Linked DNA regions of Mus musculus: regions 2, 3, 4, 5, 6 and 7 are each linked to region 1. A link is a contact called in public Hi-C, HiChIP or PLAC-seq and capture Hi-C data. All regions are on one chromosome and are shown on one strand. Each heading gives the region's core, a stretch centred on a gene start, on an enhancer-like site or on the middle of the called end of the contact. The rest is flanking DNA. Distances are from core to core; before and after follow the strand shown. Region 1 overlaps Lpp (LIM domain containing preferred translocation partner in lipoma). Region 2 has its middle 23 kb from the start of Gm32126. Region 3 has its middle 17 kb from the start of A230028O05Rik. Region 4 has its middle 35 kb from the start of A230028O05Rik. Region 5 has its middle 51 kb from the start of A230028O05Rik. Region 6 overlaps Gm31814 (a long non-coding RNA gene). Region 7 overlaps Lpp (LIM domain containing preferred translocation partner in lipoma).

Region 1 (2,661 bases), core at 68-2,567:
AGGCAAGACCATTAAATGGTGACAGTACTTAACATTACTGCGGGTAAGAACAGCAGTCAGCAGTACCAGATAAATGTCTGACTTTAATGAGAGCATGAATTGATATCTAGGGAATATGATAGCATAATTCTTACTTAATGTTTTGTCAGCAATCATATAAAAATATGAGATGTATGTAACTGAAACAGCATATTTACATCTGGTTTCCTATATAAAGAAAGCTGACAGGAACTCCTAGACTGTATGGCTCTTCTTTATCCATCATAAAAGACTGGAAGAAAATCCTAGAAGGAAATGCTATGTGGCTACTTTATAAGTAGCAGAAAGATCATTTATTTATGATAACATTTAGTAAGTGCTTACTAAGTACCAGGCACTATTAAAAGAGTTTTTAAATATAATACCTAGCCTTCAAAATAAGCAGGAACTGTTCCTCTACCCTTTCCTACACCAGAGATCCAGAGAAGTTCACTCACTGGTCAAATAACCACATAGTTAGCATTTCTCAAACAGTGAACAGCTACTATTTATCCCATACTGTACCAGGAAAATAGAAAGGCAGTGAAGAGTAATGTCAAAAGGAAGACATTTATAATTCAGAAAAAATTCACAGTCAGATACCTAAAAAATCAGCTAAGGAAGAATATAAATTATAAGGCAAAGTGGAAAATACAAATCCTACAGAAAACACATGGTTAAACTCCATTTCTGTTTTTAAAAGAATGAATTTCTAGACAAAATTGGGGTTGAACAACGTATGGAATTAAAATGACTAAGCTTACTCTACGCAGCCTTGATCCACATCAGCTGAGGCTAGACATCCTTAGGATGAGCTCACAGTCTGAAGTCCTTGGACATGACAGGTAACTGTGTAATAGCAGTCACAGTCATGGGAATGGAAGCTTCCTTAGAGCAGGTCCCAAGTTCATGAGGAGAACTGAGCAAAACCTCAGAGACGCCAAGACACATGGAGAGAATTAATGTGTGGATGGCCCCATCCAGTCATTGCCGAGTGAGCAGAGGGGTGACAGTGGGACTCTAAGCTGGCACACACCTCATGTGCACTGAAATTCTGACCCCCAGACAGTAACTGCTGAAGCCCCTGCCCTGAGCTGTAACTGTGCAAGGATGTGTTCCTGGAATGTTTGCTCAACATCAGCAGGTCAGAGAACTCCTACCAGAGACCATATCACTGATCTAGCGTGGCAAGGATTTCACGAACACTGAGAAGCAAAACCTGAACTTTTGTACAATCCCCACCATCACAGGAAGCACACAGTCGACCACAAATACTGTATTTTCTAGAACTTTCTTAAGAACTATAAAGTAACCCATTTGCAGAAGTTGTTGATTTTGTGCATGGGGACTGCACTGTTTGTGAGATTGAGGAAGCAAACGAAGGCTGATTTCCTGGGGTGAGTCACGGCCGTAACCCCCTTTTACTGTATTAATAGAACGGGGGGGGGGGGGGAATTTTCCAGGAAACATGTATTACCACAAAGACCAAAATAGAAAAAGGTGGCGGGTGACTTAATCACTAAACAGAGAAGAGTAGTCCCCTATCTTTATCAGAACAAGAAAACAATAAATCAAACCAACACATTTTGAAATGTGTTAACATCTTCACAGTTCCAGAGCTCTGTTTTAATATCACACAAGATTTTGTATTAGCAGAAATTCCATGAAAACTCTAGGCTGATTACAGATGAACAAAATTTCTGAAGAATTAAGTAGACTCTCTTGAAATAGTCAAACATCCACTTGTTCCTTTGAGCCTGAAATTAACAATGTATACCAACTGTGTGCCAGACTCCTGTCTTCAAGAACCAAATAGCTGATGAGAAAGTCACAGCCCTAATGAAGTCCAGTCTCTGCTGCCTGCCATAGCAACTCTTTTCATCCTGCTTCTGGAGGATTCCACAATGACAGCTCAAACACTAGTTCTGATCTCAGCCTCAGGATCAGAACTGTGTTGACTCTCATGAACATGGACACCTACAAGACTCCACTCTGGCTCCTGTCTTTCCTTGCCTCATATCGGGAAGAAAGCACTGTGGCCATGACAAGGGTAGATCAGCATCAAGTGAAAGACACTAACAAAACAATTTCTTAAAATTAACGTGACAACTGAGAGAGGAGGATCAGGAATGATATCTAGAACATGGTTAATACTAAAAAATCTTTACTATAGGTCATGTTACTATTATTAAAACAGTGATGACAAGAAGGAGAGGCTCAGTTTGTCACAGGGACAGAAGCAACTGTAAGGACATGCGTTCAGCTACCCTTTGTCTATGTCCTCACTTAGGATCCATCACATATCACAATGAAACTATGTGAGACACAAGAACACAAGTAGTGTGGTTTTCCTTTGGTTTATTTATGCAGGGTAGGATTTGAACCCACCACCTTAACAGTTGTTTGGCAAACCTTCTACTACTGAGCTATACACTCCCAGCCCCACACAGGATAATATACCAGGAACTGTCAGTAGACTACACCTGAACTCATGTGTCCATTGTTCAAGATCAGTGGGTATGGCTAGGAGAAAAATCTGTGCAACCATCTCTACCTCCTCCAGTACATAAAACCCTCTTATCTAATCAGTTCTAAATATCCTTCCAGAGCTGCCCGGGTTCAGTTCAGGGAAGCAGGCAGTAA
Region 2 (2,661 bases), core at 121-2,620, 490 kb after region 1:
AGGCCAGACAGGAATTACCAAGACCAGATTCAGCAACAGGGAGGAAGGAATAGAAAAGAGAACTGCCCTTTGAGCAGGCTTTAAGATGCCAGCAGGAAGCACTGTCCTGGAGCTGTAGTTGGTGTTTGGGAAGGCGGTGGTACTGTATGGGAGGGAACTAGGAGCCAGAGGCAGAGATTTGGGACACACCAGGCTTCGAAGCGTATTTAGGAAGGAGATACAGACAGAAACTCAAAGTGGATTTTTGAAGAATCTCATAGGGATGTGCTCACATCAGGAGATGGGCAGTGGGGGTCCAGGAGAGATTTTTTTAAAGTGCTATGAGTTTGAGGTGGTTGGGTGCTTGCATAGCAAGAATAAGTCCCTGGATTTGGTCCCCAGATCACTGAAAAGAATTGATGAAGCAGTTAATTTTCTTTTAAAATGAAAATACTACTGCGGATCTGAGAATGAGGAAGACTGCAAAAAGGTAGTTTGATTTGGCAACGAGGAGGTCCCCAGAGACCATAGAGGAGTCACAGAAAGGGCTGCACTGGTGTATGGAGTATGTGCAGGGTATCCTGAGCCCAGTGAAGCAGAGTAGAAGCCAAGGGAGACCACTCCTGGCTACGACCAGTCCTGGCTAACTTTAAATTCTTTACCAGTCTAAGATTTTTTTTTTCAAATAGTTTTCTGAAATTGTTAACCCAGGGACAATTTATGGAGAACACACTTCTGCTTTGGCAGGGGACAGAGCAATGAATCACTGTCTCTGTCTTCCGGGCTTTTTTTTTTTTTTTTTTTTTTTTTTTTTTGGTCTAATGTCAGGGAGTGACACAGCAAATTAAACCAACAAGTGTGAAAGTGCTTAGCAGGGCACTCAACATTTAGGTGAGAAACTATTTTCATTTTCAAATTGCTATACATTAGAACCGAGAGGGAAAGGGTAAGAGGGTGCCTAGGGAGCTAGGAATTGCTCAGTTTAGCTAGGGGCTTCTTTTTGTTGCTGTGCTTTAGGTAAGGTCTCACTCCATAGACCAGCCTGGTCCTTAGCTAACAGCCATCCTCTCACCTTGGTCTTCCAAAGATAAGAACTGCCAGCATGTGCCACCTCACTGGGCTAGGGAAAGGCTTCTAAGAAGAGCTTAATTGGAACATGAAGTACTGGTGGGGTCTGAATATGCAGAAGCAAGGGTTATCGAGGCTAGGGACAGTTTTAGATGGCCGGAACCTGTACACTTAAACAGCTGAGTTTGAAAGCAAGAAGAATTGTTAGTAAGGGCCAAAAACAATTTAGTGGCTGTCTCATAGGAATAGAGCTCTAGAACCATGAGTCCTAAGGCAACAACCAGAAGCAACAGGCTCTCCTAAGAACAGGGGCCAGAGGACTTTGAGAGCCTTCCCCACCCCCATTCTGACTCATTGTGGGACTGAGTTAGGTTTTAGTACTTCATTTCCCTTGGTCAAACCAAGGCCATTTGAATGCACCTGCCTGCCATCTGTCACCTTTGCCTGGCCCAGTGAAGGTGGCCATTGTGAGGGGCAGGGAGCACTTGCTAATTATACTTCTGTGGCCAAGGCGCCACGTGAAGGCTTTTGGCGGTCTCACTCAAATGAAGTGGGGGCCGGCTGACTGCTCCGCCACATGTGGAGGCCAGCTTGGCTAGTCCTCCCAGTGAACCTCTAGTTTTGTTTTGAGGTTGCAAATTACAGATGTTGGTGGCTATTCTAAAAAAAAAAAAAAAAAAAAAAAAAGGTGGAAGGGGTGCGCTGAAGAGGAGGAGGGGTGGTGAAGTGGAGTTCCACCTGAAAAAGGGCACACACGACTTGACCCCAGCCTACTGTCCCCACTGTCCTTCATTTTGTCCACCTTAATTCCTCCCTCTTCATCCAAGTAGTTGGACTTGATATACCTAGCAAGTGGTAGGTTTCTACAAGGGAATAAAATGGTAGCAAGCATCACTATGAAGTTATGTGACTAAGGACTCCTGCTTCACCAAACAGTGAGCCACCTTGTTTATCTGCGAGGGCACAGGAGTTTGGCTATGTCAACAGTGACCAATAAACCATAGATCCCCGAGATATGTTATAACATCATTGTTCCTAAGAACTACAACACAGCAGGCACAATATTATAAAAAGAAGTAGAGTTTTCACCTATTGAATTTTCTTGGTCTCCAGAACAGATGGTGGTGGTGGTGGTAGTGATAATGGTGAGATGATGATGATCATAGAGATGATGGTTAGGTGTCACAAGTCATTCTGTATACTACAAAGTACTAAGAAACTTATAAATTCATTTTCTCCCAAAACATGTCTGAGATCCAAGTCAACATTTGAGTATTTGCCAAAAGGTAACTAACACATCTAGTGAAGTGAGCCAAGTACAGATTCATTAGTTAGAACTGAGCATAGTGTGAGTTCCGAGTTTTGCATTGTGGTCTCGCCCTTACCAGCTGGGTGACCTCGGACAAACCATTTCACTCCTCGGAGCTTTAGTGTCTTCATATGTAAAACTGTGTTAATAATAACCATCTCAGAAGGTTATTGTAGGGGTTTGATGATTTCATGTAAATAAAAAGGGACACTGTAAACTCTAAAGCATTATGCAAATATTAATTACTATCTATACAAGAATGGGCTGTCTGCAAGAGTGAATGCCAGTGCTGAGAGGCAATGTGT
Region 3 (2,661 bases), core at 110-2,609, 410 kb before region 1:
GCAACAGCCAAGAGGATCTAATTCTGACACCTGTATTCTGAGGGGGCAGCTGGACACAGCAGGGCAGATGAGAATATCTAAAATAGTTTTCTAGAACTGTATTTGTCTGTCAGCAGGGTGACAGCCATAGTCTTGGGACAGGAAAATAGAGACAGAGACAGAGAGACAGAGAGAGAGACAGAGAGACAAAGGGAGAGAAAGCGATCAGGCATAGATTTTTAAGTCTCAGAGTTTGAGATGCCCTGGAGCATTCTGGGTAAGTAGTGGTTTGGTGAGGGAGGGGGAAAAGAAAATCCATGGATCTTGTAACATTTAGGGAAAGGGAAAAGATTCAGCTCAGTGGCATGACTGGGCTTGACTAGACAGCTATAGTCTATGAGAACAAACCTGAGAGTCTCATCTGACCTCTGCTGAACTGGATGAACATCTTCGCTGCGATGCTCTTCTGACACAGAGTTTAGGAGCTCACAGTTGGAAACCACAGCTCCGTAGGGCTGTGGGATTGGCTTAGAATAGCTGTAATACAAAGACTGGAGAGCCTGAAACAGCCAAGTGCAGCCAGCCCCTCCCATCTCCACACTACTGCTTCAAACACTTGTAGACATGAAAGGCTTGTCAGGGGAATGTTAAGGGTAGCCAAAAGATGGAGATGGTAGTCTGTGTGAGAAACATGCTAGTGAAGTCCTGGGTGCTAAGCAGAGCGTTTGTGGTCAGCATAGTTGGGAACAAGTGGATAGGGATTCAGGCAGAGCTTGGCTTACAAAGCTAGGAGTAGGTGCACATCTTCATACCTGAGCCAGGCTCAGAGGCAGGTCGAGTCCTGCTAGGGTAAAGAAAAAGAAATGCATTCTCGTTTCACTTTATAGCAACAAGGAGGCAGAAGCCCAGCCCAGGAGAAATGATATGTGCAAGGAAGTGAAAGGGGACTGCTGGCTCCAAGTTTGAAGAGAAGAACCACTCCCTGGGGGTATGGAAGTTGGGCTAACAGCCAGACTGAAGGAGCTGATTTCTTGGAGCTATAAACCTAGAAATTCGAAGCACTGACTTTTTCCTTACTGAAAATGAGGTTTACTCATTGCTTAACCTAAGGTCTTTACAGAGCCCACATGGCATCCCATACAGACGACTAGAAGAAGAAGAGGAAGAGGAGGGAGAGGAGGAGGAAGAAGAAAAAGAGAGGAAGAAGGAGAAGGAGGAAGAGGAGGAGGGAGGGGAGGAGGAAGAGGAGGAGGAAGAGGAAAGCCAGGGGTCTCTAGGTGCACCAACTGGCCCCCTAGTTCCCTGTGTGACTTTAAGTGAGACTCACCACCTTCCTGAGCATCAATCATCCCATGTCTTACATGTTGGTGTTGGATCACAGCAGAGCTATGCAGCTGTGTTCCATGAAGCCAAGAGATCCAGGCAGGGAACACACAGGCTCCATCCTGGCAGATGCTCGGGGAAAGAACAAAGAAGCAGAACTTGATCCTTGATCCTCTGTAGCTTGGAGCAGTTCTGTTGTTAAGTTTAGTATGTTGGGTTTCCCTATAAGATTTTATTTGAAAGTCACAATAAGAGAGGAAATCAAAAAGAAAGGGAGCCAAGGAGAGCGTGAGGCTGGATGGTCTCCAGCCTGTTGCAGGCTGGCTGCTGTTTTCTGACTCACCCCAGTGTTCTGCCCACACTTTCAAGAACCACTTCCCTTCCTCTCTGCCACCATCTCAGGGAAGAATCCATAGCGTACGTAAGCCCAGAAAAAAGCCACTGCTTAGATCTCATTTCCCAGCTCTGAAGAGTGCTGGCTCACAGAGAAGAAAATTGGGGGATTTTGTGGGCTGAGTGGGAGGAGACCTGAGGCCCAGGGCTGTAAATCAGGCTTGGAGGTTTGGATTCCCAGCAGCCTGACCTTCAGACACCCTTCCCTCCTCCGGATACCTTCATGCTCACACTCAGGCACAGGGAAGCATGCCCAGCTTCACACTGCCCCTGGAAGCAGGGCCCACTTGGAAGAGCTGTTTTGATTTTTCAGGAAAAATTGCTCATAGCCAAACTTCCCTCCCCAAGACCAACACAGGCAGGGATTTCCTACGTGCTTGAACAAGGAATATTCTGGAAGTCTGTTGGCCACCGTCTGGCCAAAAAAAAAAAAAAAAAAAAAAAAAAAATTAAAACACAACAATAATAATACAAAAAACCCCACATAGCTAACATACCCACCTGAGGTAGAGTATCATATATAATTTTATTTTTGTTCCCTAAATAAGCCCTTCTGCTGCCAGTCTCAGTACATCTCAGATAGGCCTACTTGCCCATTGCCGACTCCACATGGCATGTCTCTCAGTTCCCCAATCCACAAATCCAGGAATTTCACAAGCTTGGGAAGTTGGCACACCAGAGAAACTGATTTCTTTTGCCCTTGCACAATTCCCCTGTCGATAGAGTGCGTCTTTCTGACAGGAAAGAGTTGGCTGAAACTACTAAACCTGTGTGGGGTGCTGGTGTGGGAGTCAAGGGTGCAAGTCCCTGGTCTTCCCTCTCTGTGGTCACCAGCGAGTCGCTTCCTCCTTCTAGGCCTGCTTAAAGACAAGGCTCCTCCATTCAGGTAGTTTGTATGCATAGCTTTCCTTGACCAAGTCTCAGCTGAAGGCAATGTGGAATACCTCGGCGGAAAATGATTCCGGA
Region 4 (2,661 bases), core at 106-2,605, 400 kb before region 1:
TTTTTTTTTTTGGTTTTTTTGAGACAGGGTTTCTCTGTGTAGCCCTGGCTGTCCTGGAACTCACTCTGTAGACCAGACCAGGCTGGCCTTGAACTCAGAAATCCGCCTGCCTCTGCCTCTGCCTCCTGAGTGCTAGGACTAAAGGTGTGCACCACCACTGCCTGACAATAGACTACAATCTTAAACAGCAGGATTCAACAGACTGATATATACAACCAATATGTAGTCTCTGTTGGTACCAAGAAGAGTACCTTCCCATACCAAAGACATGCTAGTACACCCATGCTCTTTGTGTGTGTGTGTGTGTGTGTGTGTGTGTGTGTGTGTATGTTCTGTATAGTCTTCATGTTTTATTTGTATAATAGTGATTGTTTAAATGACCACACAGGACCAGGTAGTAGCCTGGCAAAGAACCTATGGCTTAATTTCAACCTTGTAAAATGATATCAGCTGATCAGCATTACATATACAGGGCTTGCCAGGCTCCACAATACTGAGAAATTGGACAAAACATAATTGGCTTTCCTAGGGTTGGTCCCAAATCCCTTATATGGCACCTATAAGGTGAGTAGGCTTTCAAAAGTCTTTCTAATTCCTAATGGGCTAATGTATGTGGGGGTTTCTACTCCTGTAGCACAATTATAGGATGAATGGAAGGTAAATGTTTAAACTGCCAAGGATACTGTAGAAACAAAATGAAAGGAATATACTTTTGTTTTTAAGACAATATTTATTTTCTACTCAGTTTCAGCTGTTAACTTGATGCTGTCCAGAGTTATCTGAAGGAGTCCCAATTGCTTGGATTGGACTGACTAGAGGGTGTGTCTGGGAGGCATTTTCTTAATTGCTAATTCATGGTAGAGTGGCCAGCCCACTGTGGGTTGTGCCATTCTTAGGCAGGTGTGACTGGGCTATGGAAGAAAGCCTGCTGAAGCCATTTACCTTCCATTCATCCTACAACTGTGCTATGGGAGTAGAAACCCCCACATACATTAGCCTATTAGGAATTAGAAAGACTTTTGAAAGCCTACTCACCTTATAGGTGCCATATAAGGGATTTGGGACCAACCCTAGGAAAGCCAATTATGTTTTGTCCAGCAAAACATATGTTATGTTATGTTATGTTATGTTATGTTATGTCTTCCCGGCTGAAGCTGAGTGGCCGGGAGGAGGGAAGAGGAAAGGGGAAGAGAGGTGGGAGAGAGAGAGAGAGAGAGAGAGAGAGACAGAGACAGAGACAGAGACAGAGACAGAGACAGTGAAACAGAGACAGAGAGAGAGAAAACGAATGTGCCAGTAAGCAATATTCCTCCATGGTTTCTGTTTCATTTCCTACTTGAGTTCCTAGCCTCTCAACCACAGACTGTGACGTTGGAAGGGTACGCTAGCTAGACAAACCCTTTCCTCTCTGAGCTGCTTCTGTTCAGAACATTTTGCCACAGCAATATAAAGTTAACTAAGGGAGTTCACAATGTTCAAAGCAAAGAGGTGCCATGATAAGAAGGGGACAGATTTGTGGACTTTTTTTTTTTTTTTCCCTGTGTGGCATCAGAGGATGCAACTGGAACAAATGGGTTGAAATTGTAAGTCAGAGGGGAAGTACAACTTTTTAGAGATGTGAGTTTAGGATTTAATGGGATAGGGAGTCGTGTCAGGAAGACGTTGGCAGTAAAGATAAGGGAGCTTGGTTCTCTTAGCAAGAGATGCTTCCAAAGCATCGCTGCTGCCCACAGAAACTCAACAGTTGGATCTCTTGGTCTTTTCCCAGATGAGATTTTATGTTGTCAGTGTGGCCACTGATTTTATAGTAGGAAGGGGAAAACCCTTAGCTACCATTTGATGTACTAAGCTTGAGTCTGACACAGAAGACACAGTTGAACTAAGTTGAAGGTGCTATCTTCCTCTCTTAGCATTGTCACGCACTGCATCAAGAGGAGTAGCATTTGGTTTTGTCCCTGAGCCTTAACTCCTACACAATTGTTACAGAGAGAAAAAAAAAAAAAAAAAAAAAAAAAAAAAAACAAAAAAAAAAAAAAAAACATGTGTCAGGTTGAGATTGAGGGCACGGCCACAGACCCCATGGAAAATTAAATCTTCTTTAATATAAAACAAAATCTATAAAACCCAGCATGGCTTCTCACTGGGTTACCGACTTTGGTAAGGTTTGTTTACTTGGTTGTTCTCTGGGTAAATGAGTCTTTAGTGTGGGCATCTTTTGCCACACTGGATGTCTGACAAGTATCTCTAGTGGTTGAATGCGACAAAACTCAATATGCGTGTGATGTGAGACTATGAAATGAAAGCTTACCAGCCCTATAAGGTTACTATATCTGAACATTTTCAAGTAAAGCAGAGTTTCCTCTGAATTTCTTTCCAGAGTTGGTCAAATTGCAGTCATTTATAGTGTATGATATGAAAACCATTGACAAGAACTTCCCCAGGCAGCTAGGCAGGTATGAATTTATAACTTGTTTAATTACATGTATAATGTCCTCCTGTATAGATTTTTCCATTTCTATGATCTCCAGGAAGAGATTATAGAATCCATATCCACACAGTAGACCAGTGGTTCTCAACCTTTCCATACAGTTTCTCAGGTTAAGGTGACCTACAACCATAAAATTATTTTTGTTGCTACTTCATAACTATAATCTTGCTACT
Region 5 (2,661 bases), core at 60-2,559, 380 kb before region 1:
TTCTGTGAATATTCTAAATGAAACGCACATATTTAAAGCTTAAACACTAACATCCCCGTATAAGAGGAAACATATAGTGTTTCTCTTTCTGGATCTAGGTTACTTCACTCAGGACCAGGAGGGAGAAGGAGGGAGAAGGAAGAGGGGACAGAGGAAGGAGAACTATAACACAGTGATATAATGAGGAAATCGAAACAAGAAGAATAAATGGAGTGGAACGAGAGGGCTAGGGAGAGCAGGGCGTTTGGGGAGAGATAACGAACACTAAAGGTCTTTTGAAAAGTTGTATGGAAGCTCACTATTACCAAAGCTTCCTAAAGTATATCCATACATGGAAGGAGTTTTAAATAGAGCTAGCATATTGGAGGGGAGACAATACCCCAACTAAATATCTTATGCTATAAAACAAACCAACAAACATACAAACAAACAAAATCAAACCCCCAAGCCAGAAATTTATTTCGTTTTTGAATCATTGGCCAAAGGAGTCCCATAGACGCCCTCCTAAAACATTATAGAATTAGTTATCTTCCACAAGCTGATGGAAAGATCACCATTTTTAATGTCACAGAACATGGAGAAATCAAGCTGGTACTCAATTGAAAAATTTCCCCCTACTGACTAGCATTCATTCTGCTGGAAGATACAATCTACAAGAGGTCAAAAGTCATTACCATTCTTGCCTAGTTTATAAACTCTGTGACAACAGTGACCTGCACTGTTGCTACAGTGCCACAAATGTTAAGGAGATAGCGATCATAGTTACTTTTTTATTGCTGTGAAGTTTTAGTTACTTTATTTCTATGACAACATACCAGCAACGGGTAAACTTATAAAACAATGTGTTTGCTTGGGATTAATTAAATGGTTTTAGAGTGTTACTGTTCAGGATGGCAGAGGAGAGGTATGGTGGCAGAAACAAACAAGATCTCTTATTTTCATCCACAAGTAGGAGACAAGCAATCAAACTGGGAGTGCCACTGAGCCCGTAGAATCTCCAAAGCCAAGCGACTTACCTCTTCCAGCAAAGCCACACCTCCTAATCCTTCACAAACTTTTCTACTAACTAGGGACCAAGTATTCAAACCTAGGAGTCTATAGCAGCTATTCTCATTCAAACCACCAGAGTAACCAGCCGCTTAAAAAATTTGATTTAAGGCTCACACCATGTGTGTAATCTGTACCTGACACTGCTAAAGTATCTAAGAACCTGAGGATAGAAAATTCACAGGGGAAAACCTATTACTGCTCTTCTGTTGGGTGAACATAAAAATAAAATGACTCCTAATGACATATTGTTATACCCATAGATCATTGTATTACTCAACCCTCAGCAGAGAACTTCTTCTTTCAGTGGATGTTAAATATTATAGAGACCTACAGCTGGGCAATGTGAAATGAGAGCCTTTGGAGCACTCAACTCTAAAAGGGAGCACCCAATTCTAAATGGCACGTTTTCATCAAGCTCCTCCCCTCAGAGATCTGTGCAGAAGAGGAGGCTGCAAGACTGTTAAGAGCCTGTGTTGGTGGATGTCGCCAAGGAAACTGTCTTCCAGATAAAACAGGACTGATGACAAAGAAACTGTGACAGCACACACAAAGCCCACATAATGTTGAACCAGACAGAATCCCAATAAATAAACATTCACAAGAAACAAACAAAGACAGAATAAAGCCCCCAAATGCTGGGATGAACTTGTTTCCCTCTGAATCTAGTTACAATAAAATAGCAATTTTAGCTTTTGTTTCTTTATTTTGCTTTATTTTTGTTAAATATTTTATTATTTTACCTGCAGATAACACATGTGGATCCAACTTACCCCTCAAGTCCTTCCTGATTTCTACAATTCTTATTAGCTTTAACTTTCATTTCTCTAAAACTAACTCCACCCCCCCCCTGCTCCCCCCACCCCAGCCCACCTCTCAATTGTTGATGTATGCTGCATCTCCGACAAAGTCCTTGTGGCTACTACTTTATTGATTTTCTTTGCCTTAGGAATTTATTAATTTTCTGTCAGTTTTATGTCTAGCAAAGAGCTCTTTCCCAGAAGTTACTGACTCTTCATTAACTAAACTCCTTACCATTAATAGAACTTAAACATACATTCTTTTATTTACAGCTTTTGCAATTTGTATTTTATTTAAGAAATTGTTTGTAACCTGCAGGTCATAATGATTTTTACTCTAAGTCTTAGATTTGTATAAACACATGAAGCATTGGTTATGTTTGTTCCCACATAGACACTCTCAGTACCTATCTTACCAGTGTCCAGCAATAAGTTCTGTGATTTTTCAGATTACCAGAGACAGATGACAATAGTTCAAAATTATCAGTTGTGGCCCCTCCCTACATTTGTCTGTTTTGTTTTTTTTTTTTTTAAATTTTTTTATTTGTCTGTTTTAATACAAGCAATGCTCTCTCTTAATGACTATAGCTTTATAGAAAGTCTCATTTGACAATGAAAATTATTCCTCATGGCAGTTTCAGAATTAGCTTGTTAAAGCTCATGGAACCTTCTTGTGAGGCTCATATCAGAATTTCACTAAGTCTATGGATCCTGTAGTTAAAACTATACTATTGTGATAGTATTTGCCTGTGTTTGAACATGATGCACAGAGGCTCTTGTGACTTTAATGCATTTTAGTGTTGTTTTATGATTT
Region 6 (2,661 bases), core at 76-2,575, 370 kb after region 1:
GAATTATGTTTAGATCTGTACCCCAGTTTTTAATTGGGTTTGTTTTCTTGATACCTAAGGTTGTTTTCTGTTTAGTTATATATTTTGGATATTAGTCTTCTATCAGATGTAAATGGATAGAACTAGAAAAAGTTATCTTGAATAAGGTAACACAGAACAAGAAAACCAAGCCTGATCTTTTACACAATGAATAAAAGGCTAAAGTAGGGGGGTAACACCCTATGTCTAAAGAGAAGTAGTTTCCCTCCTGCCTATTTCCCAAAGGCAGGAGGAAAAAAAATACACATTCATGAACAGCATCAATATGTTTTTATAGTGATAACCTATATAGATAAGGTGTTAAAGTTTTCTAATGTATATTCATTTATCTATACAAAATATTTACACAAACACCTATAACTTATCCTACCTGCCTTTGGCGGTCTGGTGAGATGAGATCTCAGACTGTGGGTCTCACTGACCTGGAACTGAACAATTCTTCTGCAATGGGCATGGCCATGGCCACCTTCTTTACTAAGAGAAAATTCTATGGTACAAACAGACAGACAGACAAACAGGCAGGCAGGCAATCCAGATCTTACTGGGTACCTTAGACTCAGGGAAAGGTCAAAGGTCTTGGAAGTTTACTTGTCATTCTCTGGAATGGGTAATTCTTATAATTAAAGGTAACAAACGTCTGCTGTGGTAGTGTCTGCCTTTAGCAATCAGTAAACAAAGGCAGGGCCATCTCTGTGAGTTCAAGGCCAACATGGTTTACATAGGGCATTTCAAGCCAGGTAGTGAGACTACCATAACCACTACCACCACCACCACCACCACCACCACCACCACCACCAAAGCAGAAATCAATAAAGGATCATTAGACAGCAACTTGCTAAGGTTCAGCCTTCTGTACTAAAGGAGTGTCTTTCCCTTTGCTATGGCATTGCATTTGCTGAAGCAGAAATGTGTGTCACTATGTCCCAAAGGCAAAAATATATACATTAAACAAACAGGAAAAAAAAAAGACAAAAGAAAAACCCACCAACAGTCACACACTGCAGGTGTACAGATTGTCCCCCAGCCGGCCTCTCTGTGCCGACATCCTGTGAGGTTGCTGCATCTGTGAGGAGCAGGGGAGAGAGAAAGGCTTCCTCAGGGAGCAGAAGTCAACATTTTTTAGAATTTATCATAATCTTGCAGGGCCTCTGTGTCCTCAGACTAAGTCTTCCCTCTTTGGGAGCAATCTCTCCCTGTCAGCTATCACACCTCCAGTGTAGATGCCCTCTTGCCACTTTCCTAGGTGGCCTATGAACTCATGAAGGCAGCAACTGTGGTACCGTGTACTAAACAGAACCTCCCTTGAGACAAATCTACAAAGCATTTCTTCATTGATGTGACACAAAACACTAACTTTTGGAGAGTGGGCAGAAAATTCTAGAATTTCTATTCATGCTTACCTTTTAGCCAGAAATATAAGCGATGCCAACATTTATTATCTCTTAAGGCCTAGATTAGAGAGTTATATACATATAAAATATAAAACTATAATATAAAAATATAAAATGAAAAAAGTCTTGTTATGACTATTTGTTTTTGTTTTTCTGTGTTGATTAAAAATATTTGGAGATCACAGCTTCAGTGGTGAGTTAATGATTATTGCTTGAAAAATCAGTAACTCAAAAGAGTTTTAACTTTAAATAGGAAAACCTAATGCCTAAGAAAAATATGGGATATTTGTTTTAACCAATAAGCAAATATACATACTGTGGCCAGCTTGTATATTAAAGCTTACATACAGGATCTTGAGAGTTATTTTAGCTTTCAAAGATCATTCCCCATGCATGTATGGAGAAGGATTTTGAGGAAGCTGAAATTCTAATGGTCACAGTATAATATGACTAAAGAGACAGGCTACGGGGAGCTGGGCACTCCCTGACTTCTGGCAATGAAATTTGACACCATTTTTTTCTGAAGGATATCTTGACAAATTTATCAAGACTTTTAAAACATACTTGAGACAGATCTGGAAGGGCCTAAAGACATTGGGAAGGAGAAAAAAAAAGGAGAGACCCCCCCCCAAAATAAAACAAAAACAAACAAACAAACAAACAAACAAAATCCTGAATGAAAATCTCTGGTCCGGCAAGGCCATCTTTGAAGTTTAAAGATTTATGTAGCTATTTACCCAGAAGAATGATAATCATATTATATCTAATACTAACAGTCATATTCAACCCTAGTGCCAACCATATTTAACTTTTGATACATGTTTTATAGCAAGTCAATGTAGCAAGAGCCAACCATTAAATTTGATAGGCAGACACAGATGTAATTACATTGAAAGTTAGTTCTGTAAAATTAGAATGGGTCATCCAGAGTGAGTCTATCAGTATGAGGCCACATAGGAAAAGCCTGCCTAGAGAAGGCGGGGCTGTAGAAGTACATGTCCACTTTAATCCCAGCACTCAGGAGCCTGGTCACGTGGAGCTCTGATTTGGAGGCTAGCCTGGCCTACTGAGTGAGTTCTGGGACAGTCAGGACTACACCGAGAAACCCTGTCTTGGAACACCAGAAGGGGGGGGGGGTTGGTCAGGTGTAGATTTGTGTGACCACCACAACAGTCAGAACCAGTAGTCATCACCTCAAAATCCACTTGGGCTGCAGGTTGGAGTCATGTGG
Region 7 (2,661 bases), core at 65-2,564, 350 kb before region 1:
TATTGACTCTACAGGTCAGTGCTTGCCTTGGCCGTCAAGACCCTGATGCGAGCCGAGTTGCAGGTCTTACAGAGAATGTGTCCATCCAAGGGGTAGCAGCCTTGGTTGTCTCCTTCGGACAGAAGACCACCACAGTCCTAAGGAAATGAAGACAGTGATGTAAGTGAACTGAACTACAGGGATAAACCCACTTTCCCCGAGCCTCTTAAGAGGCTTTCATAATGGGGACATTGTACCCCAACACTAGTACAAGTAGTAGCAGATTGTGAATGAAACTAAATTAGAGATTAACAACATAAATGCAATGGTAGCCAGGAGTAGTGGCACATACCTTTAATCCTAGAACTCAGGAAGCAGAGGCAAGTGGACCTCTATGAGTTCAAGGCCAGTCTAGTCTACATAGAAAATTCTAGCCAGGAAAGACTAGATAGGAAGACCCTGTCTCAAAACAAAACAATACAAATAGTGTAAAATGACTCTTCTAATCACCAAATACAAAACATAGTACAAAGAAGAAAATGCCTACAGATCTCAGCTCCCGGGGTAGCTTTCTCTCCTAAACAACAGTGAAGAAAAAAAAAAGCATCCCCTCCCCCAGCCTACCCTCTGTACTCAGTTTTAGGATTTCTTCAGAAGAATGGACAGGAACAAGAATAGAAGTTTATAGCTATTTAAATAAAAGGAAAGTGATTTCTGTCATGTAGAAAGGCTACCAGTGGCTTTTGCATATTTACTGCAATAGTAGCAAGGACATAAAATTTCAAGAGCTGGGAAGACTGATAATTGGTAACATTTTCCAAAAGGGATAGCATGGTGAAGAGGAATTTATGGGAGACCAGGAGATGAGCTCCCTGGGTGCCATTGTGAGGTTTGGCACGGTCTGTGAAGGCTGCACACAAGAATGAATACTACTCTGGAAATAATTCAGGCATTTTCTCCCCTACTGAGCTTTTGGGATGGTCAAGGCACATAATGGACATGAATGAGCAAAATGCAAAGAGTCACATTCATGTGAAATATGGTGCTGCTGTTGCTAACTGTGACTGCCTGTTCTGTAAGGTGTTAGGTAGCACTGGAAGCCAGCCCTTGCCTTTAGAAGAAATGGGAGTCTGCTTGGAAAATAATCAGAGTCACATTTAGCACGGTGTGCCTTGCTCACGTTGACAGAAGCTGTCACAGGCCATGGCTGCTGCAGAGTTACCCTCTGCTCTCTGAGAGTGGCAAAGAGATGAATGAAGCCAGGCCTAGAGCTGACAATAAACTCAGGGTATAAACAAGGCTGACCCAAAGTGCCACAGCAGACACCATTATGATCCACAGGAAGTGTGGCTTTGCCAAAAAGAACCAGTGATATATGATACTTTGAGATTTCTTCAGGAAGTGAGTAATGGAATCAAACCAAAAAAATATTCTAAAGAACATGATTCATAGAAGACACAGTTTTACATCTTCTCTTTCTCCTTCACCCTCTCCCTCCCTTCCTCCCTCCCTCTGTGTGTGTGTGTGTGGATGTGTATGTATGTGTGTGTGTGCATGTGCGTTACACATACACAAGGGTCAGATTTTGACAATGTCTGATGTCTTCCCTGTCATCCTCTCCTTGTTATGTTTTAGGATGGGGTCTCTCTCTGAATGTAGGGGTCACTTCAGTTTGGCTGGAGTGACTGGTTAATTAGCTCTTAGATGTACCTGTACCACCACCACCACCACCACCACCACCACCACCACCACCATCATCATCATAGCCTTTCCACTAGCTTAATAGTTTACAATATTCTGTGACATAATTTTCTGTTTAGGTCTCAAAGTCTTATCTGGAGGAATAAGAAATAGAAGCATTTAATATATACAGGGAGAGGGCCGTGGCTATGAAGAGTGGGGTAAATTGAGTGACGTAAGTGTATTATTAACAGCCTGTGTCAGAGCTAGAAACTGTGAGTGTTAAGGTCTTTGTTAGGCACCATAATCTCCAGGTTTTATGATTGCTCTGACTTGGGGATGCCACAGACCTCACAGCGATAGCAGTGCACATGGAAATCACGGTCCAGAGCCACAATGCGGACAGTCTCCTCCTGGCCTGGGGCTGGCATGATAGGTTCCTTGCACACAGAACAGCGCGGGGCAAATTTCCTGAAAATAGAAAGAATTCTGGTGAGATGTCAAGTACAGGAGAAGGGTACAGAAGGAAACAGAAAGACTCAAAGGCTGACACCTGTGCTGTATTTCCTGTGTGACCTTGACCGAAAGAGACTGAGGCAGCAGAGGCCTCCCCAGATGGTGTGTAGTGCTCTCTGTCAGGGAAGAGGATGGATCTGCCTTGTACAGAGAACACCAGGGAACGCATTAGCAGGCAGCATGTAGGATGCAGCAATCCTGTGCACAGGACTATTCCATGGGCATGAGCTAGCTGAACACAGGAAACAAGGTCCTGCCTAAACATGGATGAGAAAGGTCTTGGTAGGCCCTGGCTACCCTCTGACTTGCTTCTATTAGTATTCCTTCATTCTGCCATAGACAAATAACCTAACATTATTAATCTCTACAGCCTCTTTCGTTAAAATGTGTCTTGAATTCTTGACCACAGGAAACCTCAAACACACATTTGCATATATATCATTTGTGAAGGTGTGAATTGAGATATGATTTGGCATAGACACACAT

Evidence for each region. Hi-C and Micro-C count contacts between places; a contact is called where the count stands out from the background. HiChIP or PLAC-seq counts read pairs in DNA pulled down with a chosen protein or histone mark. Capture Hi-C pulls out chosen DNA fragments and counts their contacts.
Region 2: a capture Hi-C map of bone marrow-derived macrophages shows a contact between it and region 1, with 12 times the contacts expected there. The contact joins two enhancer-like sites. A contact is called at or near these places in 4 of 484 Hi-C or Micro-C datasets (LSK cells, bone marrow-derived dendritic cells and bone marrow-derived macrophages), 3 of 115 datasets of contacts at active chromatin or transcription factors (bone marrow-derived macrophages and microglia) and 1 of 9 other capture datasets (bone marrow-derived macrophages).
Region 3: a contact with region 1 is called in a Hi-C map of bone marrow-derived macrophages, with 46 read pairs. The contact joins two enhancer-like sites. A contact is called at or near these places in 1 of 39 promoter capture datasets (the C10 cell line), 6 of 484 Hi-C or Micro-C datasets (the 3T3-L1 cell line, LSK cells, bone marrow-derived dendritic cells and 3 more), 11 of 115 datasets of contacts at active chromatin or transcription factors (the 230-238 cell line, acute myeloid leukemia, bone marrow-derived dendritic cells and 7 more) and 1 of 9 other capture datasets (bone marrow-derived macrophages).
Region 4: a contact with region 1 is called in a Hi-C map of bone marrow-derived macrophages, with 25 read pairs. The contact joins two enhancer-like sites. A contact is called at or near these places in 2 of 484 Hi-C or Micro-C datasets (both in bone marrow-derived macrophages) and 3 of 115 datasets of contacts at active chromatin or transcription factors (bone marrow-derived macrophages, embryonic stem cells and microglia).
Region 5: a contact with region 1 is called in a Hi-C map of bone marrow-derived macrophages, with 24 read pairs. The contact joins two enhancer-like sites. A contact is called at or near these places in 2 of 484 Hi-C or Micro-C datasets (both in bone marrow-derived macrophages) and 1 of 115 datasets of contacts at active chromatin or transcription factors (bone marrow-derived macrophages).
Region 6: a contact with region 1 is called in a BATF HiChIP or PLAC-seq map of CD8 T cells, with 7 read pairs. The contact joins two enhancer-like sites. A contact is called at or near these places in 1 of 484 Hi-C or Micro-C datasets (large pre-B cells) and 2 of 115 datasets of contacts at active chromatin or transcription factors (CD8 T cells and bone marrow-derived macrophages).
Region 7: a contact with region 1 is called in a Hi-C map of bone marrow-derived macrophages, with 25 read pairs. The contact joins two enhancer-like sites. A contact is called at or near these places in 3 of 484 Hi-C or Micro-C datasets (bone marrow-derived macrophages and liver) and 4 of 115 datasets of contacts at active chromatin or transcription factors (CD8 T cells, bone marrow-derived macrophages and memory CD8 T cells).

Annotation. Positions count from the first base shown.
Region 1 is chr16:24,628,172-24,630,832 of GRCm38.p6, reverse strand. The region is part of intron 5 of Lpp (LIM domain containing preferred translocation partner in lipoma); the gene reads right to left. Among named protein-coding and RNA genes, the nearest start is that of Mir28a, 200 kb to the left of the region's middle. Within about 2 kb of position 1,317, at least 111 of the 459 cell types and tissues checked have an H3K27ac peak or open chromatin away from gene starts, as enhancers often do. A contact at or near this core is called in CD8 T cells, bone marrow-derived macrophages, memory CD8 T cells and 1 more, where this site is marked.
Region 2 is chr16:24,134,815-24,137,475 of GRCm38.p6, reverse strand. No RefSeq gene overlaps it. Among named protein-coding and RNA genes, the nearest start is that of Gm32126, 23 kb to the left of the region's middle. Within about 2 kb of position 1,370, at least 77 of the 459 cell types and tissues checked have an H3K27ac peak or open chromatin away from gene starts, as enhancers often do. A contact at or near this core is called in bone marrow-derived macrophages, where this site is marked.
Region 3 is chr16:25,041,164-25,043,824 of GRCm38.p6, reverse strand. No RefSeq gene overlaps it. Among named protein-coding and RNA genes, the nearest start is that of A230028O05Rik, 17 kb to the left of the region's middle. Within about 2 kb of position 1,359, at least 137 of the 459 cell types and tissues checked have an H3K27ac peak or open chromatin away from gene starts, as enhancers often do. A contact at or near this core is called in bone marrow-derived macrophages and microglia, where this site is marked.
Region 4 is chr16:25,023,500-25,026,160 of GRCm38.p6, reverse strand. No RefSeq gene overlaps it. Among named protein-coding and RNA genes, the nearest start is that of A230028O05Rik, 35 kb to the left of the region's middle. Within about 2 kb of position 1,355, at least 40 of the 459 cell types and tissues checked have an H3K27ac peak or open chromatin away from gene starts, as enhancers often do. A contact at or near this core is called in bone marrow-derived macrophages and microglia, where this site is marked.
Region 5 is chr16:25,006,934-25,009,594 of GRCm38.p6, reverse strand. No RefSeq gene overlaps it. Among named protein-coding and RNA genes, the nearest start is that of A230028O05Rik, 51 kb to the left of the region's middle. Within about 2 kb of position 1,309, at least 6 of the 459 cell types and tissues checked have an H3K27ac peak or open chromatin away from gene starts, as enhancers often do. A contact at or near this core is called in bone marrow-derived macrophages, where this site is marked.
Region 6 is chr16:24,258,440-24,261,100 of GRCm38.p6, reverse strand. All of the region lies in intron 1 of Gm31814 (a long non-coding RNA gene), which reads left to right. Among named protein-coding and RNA genes, the nearest start is that of Gm31814, 3.4 kb to the left of the region's middle. Within about 2 kb of position 1,325, at least 9 of the 459 cell types and tissues checked have an H3K27ac peak or open chromatin away from gene starts, as enhancers often do.
Region 7 is chr16:24,976,669-24,979,329 of GRCm38.p6, reverse strand. Lpp (LIM domain containing preferred translocation partner in lipoma) reads right to left here. Exons shown (of 13, transcript NM_178665.5): 12 at 2,010-2,130; 13 at 1-137. The coding sequence ends at 9. Among named protein-coding and RNA genes, the nearest start is that of Gm52245, 37 kb to the right of the region's middle. Within about 2 kb of position 1,314, at least 40 of the 459 cell types and tissues checked have an H3K27ac peak or open chromatin away from gene starts, as enhancers often do. A contact at or near this core is called in CD8 T cells, bone marrow-derived macrophages and memory CD8 T cells, where this site is marked.